Linked DNA regions of Oryctolagus cuniculus: region 2 is linked to region 1. The links are chromatin contacts, called in public Hi-C maps. All regions are on one chromosome and are shown on one strand. The core of a region is the stretch at or near the end of the contact, and the rest is flanking DNA. Distances in the headings are between cores, read along the strand shown.

Evidence for each region. A called contact is a pair of places that touch in the nucleus more often than the background predicts.
Region 2: a Hi-C map of an unstated tissue shows a contact between it and region 1, with 1.6 times the contacts expected there. The contact joins two enhancer-like sites. A contact is called at or near these places in 2 of 6 Hi-C or Micro-C datasets (ear pinna and an unstated tissue).

What each region holds. Positions count from the first base shown.
Region 1 is chr13:92,845,302-92,848,252 of mOryCun1.1, reverse strand. KLF6 (KLF transcription factor 6) reads right to left here. Exons shown (of 4, transcript XM_002720810.5): 4 at 2,887-2,951. Among named protein-coding and RNA genes, the nearest start is that of KLF6, 10 kb to the right of the region's middle. Within about 2 kb of position 1,507, at least 4 of the 8 cell types and tissues checked have an H3K27ac peak or open chromatin away from gene starts, as enhancers often do. A contact at or near this core is called in ear pinna, where this site is marked.
Region 2 is chr13:92,993,808-92,996,758 of mOryCun1.1, reverse strand. LOC103352176 (a long non-coding RNA gene) reads left to right here. Exons shown (of 3, transcript XR_007914030.2): 3 at 1-1,990. Among named protein-coding and RNA genes, the nearest start is that of KLF6, 160 kb to the right of the region's middle. Within about 2 kb of position 1,383, at least 1 of the 8 cell types and tissues checked has an H3K27ac peak or open chromatin away from gene starts, as enhancers often do. A contact at or near this core is called in ear pinna, where this site is marked.

The sequences.
Region 1 (2,951 bases), core at 258-2,757:
TGTCTATATATTATCTATCTCTCTATCTGATGATTGACCTATCTACACAGATTACATAAAGGAAGGTATGTGCATGGGTTAACATCTGGAGTATGGAGAGAATCATTTAGACAGTGGGCATTCTGGTTAAATCTGTCTTTTACTGAAAGTCCTGCAGTGACTCTTCAACCCAGAATGGCTTCAACCAGGCCATGTGGGACCCAGATTTGCTCTCTTCTTTGTTCAGAGAATTCTCATTAAGATTACTTAGAGTGAAACAGAAAGACCTTGCTATAAAATAAATCTAGTTAAATACACTTTGTTGTATTGCCTCATTTGCGTGATGCATGGACCTAATTTTCCTCTCTTTGTATCTTAACTATGTACATTAGGTGATTCCTGCCAATTAATGCAGTATGTCACATCCCCAATTGCTTTCTGTGTATTCTTAAACATTAAAAATAAATACGTGCCATCTGTCTCATATCTTGAAAGCAATTCAAAATGGTTACTTTTGTTTTCTCAGTATTACAGCACAGTTTATGGCTTTAGTGCTTCTGAATTGTGAGAAAGCTCAGTCTCCATCTCATAAATGAAACATCATTGTAGGATGAGTCCTACAGATTGAACAGAAGATACTCATGAGAGGTTGGGCAAGACAAAAAACAGGGTAGGACGCTGATTGGAAAATGTGATCTTTGGCATCCAAGAGGCTTGTACCAGACACTGATCCTGCTGCTTCCTAGCTGAGTGAAGGGAAAATGATATAGCCACTGAAAGCCTCAGCTTTCCTCATCCACAAAATGGGTTTTATAGTTGCTGTATACCGTATTACTACAAGCAATATGTACATAAGACATATCGCCTCCCAAATCCTGATTAAGGCATTTAGTAGATATCGACATCTTCATTGTAATCATCAAACTTTGTGCAGGGAACAATTCAGTTTGGAAAGGAGAATTATTAAAAAATAACTTAAGGGGGCATAATACTAAAACATAAGAAGGGAATTATGTATAAGAGCTGTTCTCTCTCTACAGCAATTAAAATATAAGAGCGAGAAGCTTCTCTTGAACTGTCTCCATTGTTCTTTGAGCAGAGAGGGGCTAGCCACTTCGACATGGAAAGAGGTTGGTGAATTGTGGAAACGCAGAAAACCTTGGATCCACTTACAGCTACAAGAGTACCTTTCAAAGAAGTTGTGTTATGTTTGCTGTCTTTACTTTCCAAATGGTGTGTCATAAAGCACCAAATGCCCGCATAACTTAACTGTGAAGGGAGAAGGTCAACCTGAGGATATTTTTTCCATTTTTTAGAACAATTTTCTTCAATGATACTTTCTCCTGTAGCACACGAGAAAGCTTTCTAGATCTAAACCAAGCACCCTGAAGATAGTGAGTGTGTAATTTGAAGTCCACCCTGTACTCAGAGACCACAGAATTGTAGTGCTATAGAAAATGCTAGACATGTGTGACCTAGCCCAAACTATTTTAGCAAGAAGCCAACTGAGGCCCATGTGGCTCAGCGTGCTGTCCGAAAGCACACAGCTCATTAGAGCTAGAACATTTCCTTTCTTTTAGTTAGTTTTCAAAAAATTTGTTAGGCGGACTGAAATATTTTAGACTTCTATAAATAATCTAGTTTTGCAGCTCATTCCCTGTGCGACAGTTCTGTTAACGGCCTTATTTGAACATAACTTAGCTGTTCGGCATAGCCTTTGCATGACAAAGTGGTCAAGTCTTTATAGTAGCTGAGAATGCATTATCAGGACTTTATTTAGACTGTACAGTTAGGGCAATCCAACTATTAGTCATCTTGACATGTGCTTCGGAACACACACACCCATGAATCCTGGCAAAAATGTCATCTGCTCCCTGCACCGTGCCCCACCACAACTCCTTCCAAACTGGTGGTGTTGTTACCATAGTTAACGAAAGAAAACGACCTAAAACTCCTAATGTGGGCATGCCTTTAAACCGTCTCTTCCCAATTACAGAACTCCACGTTTGCCCAAATGAAGATCTAGTAGGATGGGGAGCATTGCGCGCTGAAGCCACCTTAAACAGAGGGCACCCTTACCGTCAAGATATGAACGGAGCTCATTCCCACAGAAACACGCATTGATTTTACCCTGTCACTACTGAGCGGGCTAATAGAGTCTGAAAATGGACTGCAAGATGCATCAATCCAAGCTGATGCACGCAGTAATGTAAGACTGAGACTGACATCAAAAGCTACCCACTAGAACAGTCTTAAAAGACACAAAGCTGTGTATTTCATGTTCAAATGGTAGACTTAAGGCATCCCATTGGCCTTTAGAAGATGTAAAAATCCTCTGGTGCTATGATCTTTTACTTTCTGTGTTAATAGCACAGGCTGGGTGATAACGAAGAACAGGTTGAGGAAGGGCATGGGAAAGGCTTTCCTGCCTGCGATCACACTCACTCCTCCCAGACACTCCTCAGCCAGGTGTGTGGCCGAGCCAGGTGAGGGAAGGCACGTCCGGCTCTCACTGCTTAGCCAGAGCAGGGCTGCGGCTAAGTGGGAAGTGAAAGGGAGTCACTGGGGTTTGTCATTGTGCGGATGCCTCTGTAATACATTCCCCTGGCTGGAGTGACAGGAAGATAAAACGCAGCAAGTGTTTTCCTCCTGTGCCCCAAAGCTGCGTTGTGGTTTTGTCAATCTCTGGAGAACACTGGAGGCAGTTCAGAGAGAGTGTGTCAGGCTCCTCACTGCAGGTCCCAGGACGGGCTCTGGTGAGCAGAGAGGAAGGGACTGAAATAGGCAAATGGCCCTTAGGGTTGCACAATGGAAATCTCCAGGAGGAAGCCAAGATGATTAATGCCACAGGAATTTGTTTCAACATCCTCCCTCCCACCTCCCCCAGAAAAACAACCAGACTCAAGATGCTGATAAGAATTCTTTTATGTTATTCCAATAAAAAATACATTCATACAGAAATATAACAATCT
Region 2 (2,951 bases), core at 134-2,633, 150 kb before region 1:
CAAAACCTGGGGCTGTGGCCCTGACTCATCACACAGGCTTCCAGCCACCCGAGGGGCTGAGTTGAGAGGAAGGCTTGACCATATGAGGGGCTCTTTTAGGTGACCCACAGCATTTGTCTTCTAGAGCTGCCACAATAAGGCACACAGACTCTTGGCTTACAGAACAAGAGCTTATTTTCCTATGATTCTGGAGGCTGGAAGTTTGAGATCAAGCTGTCTGTGAAGTTGGTTCCTCCCAGTACCTCTCTCTTTGAGTTGTAGGTAGCCTTCCCATGTCATTCCTCTCACCCTCCAGCAGGTGTGAATGTTTCTGAGCATACCAGTTTTATTGCATTAGGGCTAACCAATGACTTCATCGCCTCTCGAAAGATCCTATCACATTGTGAGGTGCTGGGCGTTAGGACTTCAACATAAAAATTCAGACAAGGTCACAATTCAGCCCACAGAAGCCCAGCTGAGGTCCCAGGCAACAGCCAGCATCAGCCATCAGCTCTTGAACAGAGACTGGAGGCGCCCCCACATGACACCAGCACTGACCACAGTCCTGGACACTGAGGAGCAGAGAGATGTTGCTGTCACTTTGTGCCTTTTCAAGCTCCTGACCCACAGAATCTATGAGCAGAATACCATTCAACACCTCTGAATTCTAAAGACTGGTGTGTGGCTTGTTACTCAACAAATAGTAACTGAAATATACTTTGGGTGGGGAGTCCCAGATTATTTCACCCAATCTTTACATCCATCTAGTGCACGTTTCATGGATGAGGAAACCGAGACATGTACAATCATGTAAATTGCCCAAAGATGCAGTTGCTAAGCAGTGACACAGATCTGAACCCAGTCTCTGTCTGACAACCAACTCTGTCCTCCGTGGAGTCCGTCTGGGACAACAGACAGAGATCAGGTGCTGACAACTGCTCTAATCTGCCCCGGGGAAAGCTATGTCTTTTCCTAGATTTGCTGTCAGCAGTTCCCTGCCCTGCCTGCCTGGTAAACTCAGAGGAAGCTATGTCCCAGAGCTACTCAGAGCAAACACAAAATGACTCACTTCAGCAACCGTCCATTTGCGCCCGGGGGGCATCCAGGGGGGTAAACCTTCAGACAGTTGTATATCTGGAGCAGCTGAGGGGCCATTTGGAGGCACACATGCAGATGGGACTGTGGCGTCCACTCTGCAAGACCCTCACAACCTTGGAGATACACCCTGACCTCTGGGCTGTTTACAAGGCTTGGTGTTCAAAGGGAGCAGCTAATGTTCCTCTGGCCATTTGTTCCAAGCGCTGGTGTCTTTCTCTCTTTTGCTTTTTAAGATTCACTTATTTATTTGAAAGGCAGAATAAATGGCTAGAGAGGGGGAGAGAGGGGGAGATACAGAGACAGAGCAAGATTTTCTATTTGCTGATTCATTCCCTGAATGCCCACCACACACAGGGCTGTGCTAGGAGGCAGGAATTCCACCCTGGTCTCCTACATGGACGGAAGGAGCCCAAGCACTTTGAGCATCACCCACGGACTTCGCAGGTGCACTATCAAGACTGTGGGTCAGTAGCAGAGAAGCTGGAACTTGAATCAGCACTCCCGTACAGGACACTGCATGCCAAGGAGTGCTTCAACCCACTGTAACACAATGCTGGCCCCAAGGACCGGTTTCTATCCAAGAAAACAGCAAGCAGCAAGGCAAAAATTAAAACCCAGCTCAGGGTTATTTTTAACTGTGCTTGCCTGCTGCCTTTTATTTTTTTTCCAAGAAATAGATCAAGCATTCTTCCCCTTTCCCCTCTCCCTCTCAAAAACATCTGGAGTCTACACTATTCTGTCAACTATTTCTATTCTGATATTCCCTCTTGGGGGAAAAATCTTATTTTTCACCAACTGCTGTGGCAAAACTGTCCAGAAGTGCAAGTGCAAAGCATGTGATACCTTCCTTTCTATTTCCCTTCCCAACTGGAACAACTACAATGGGACAGCTGCTGTGGATCTTCAGTGCTTCCTAGAGGTATTTCTTTTTTTTTTTTTTTTTTTTTTTTTTTTTTTTTTTTGACAGGCAGAGTGGACAGTGAGAGAGAGAGACAGAGAGAAAGGTCTTCCTATTTGCCATTGGTTCAACCTCCAATGGCCACCGCGGCTGGTGCACCACATTGATCCGATGGCAGGAGCCAGGTGCTTCTCCTGGTCTCCCATGGGGTGCAGGGCCCAAGCACTTGGGCCATCCTCCACTGCACTCCCTGGCCACAGCAGAGAGCTGGCCTGGAAGAGGGGCAACCGGGACAGAATCCGGCGCCCCGACCGGGACTAGAACCCGGTGTGCTGGCGCCGCAAGGCAGAGGATTAGCCTAGTGTGCCGCGGCACCGGCTGAGGTATTTCTTCTGCCTCACCCACTGGAGGTACAGGGGCTGGCTCTGCAGGGTCTCCCAGAACTCCCTGCTTCCCAGGGCTTCCTATTAAACCTGTGTTCCACAGGAGAAATCCAACTGCATTCTACAATTCTGGTTATCAGAGCATCAAATCCAAGTTTGACCTACATGACAAGGCAAATCGGTCAGGAACACACCCCGGACTACGACAAATTGATTTTTCTGGCTTTACTGATGTCAAGGGAGATATATCGCAATGATTAATAATTTATCAGACAGATAAAAGCTTTTGTTGTTGTCTTTGTTAGTCAAGAGAGTCCAAGGTTTTATTGTCCCAGATTTGAGTACTAATTGGGGAGGTGTTCACCCTTAGGACTTCGACAAAAAGCAACAATAGAAGATCCATGGAAGTCTTTCTCTGTACTTGCCCCCACAAAAGAGCAGTGATGGAAAGCGAATAACAAATCGTGTTAGAGGAAACTTGATTTTTCTGTTCTCAGAGTTTTTCCTACCCTACCCACACTAAGGTCTGGTTTTTTGGCATGAGTACAATAGGGGCTTTGGGAATGCCTGTTTTGTTTTGTTACATTGAGTGA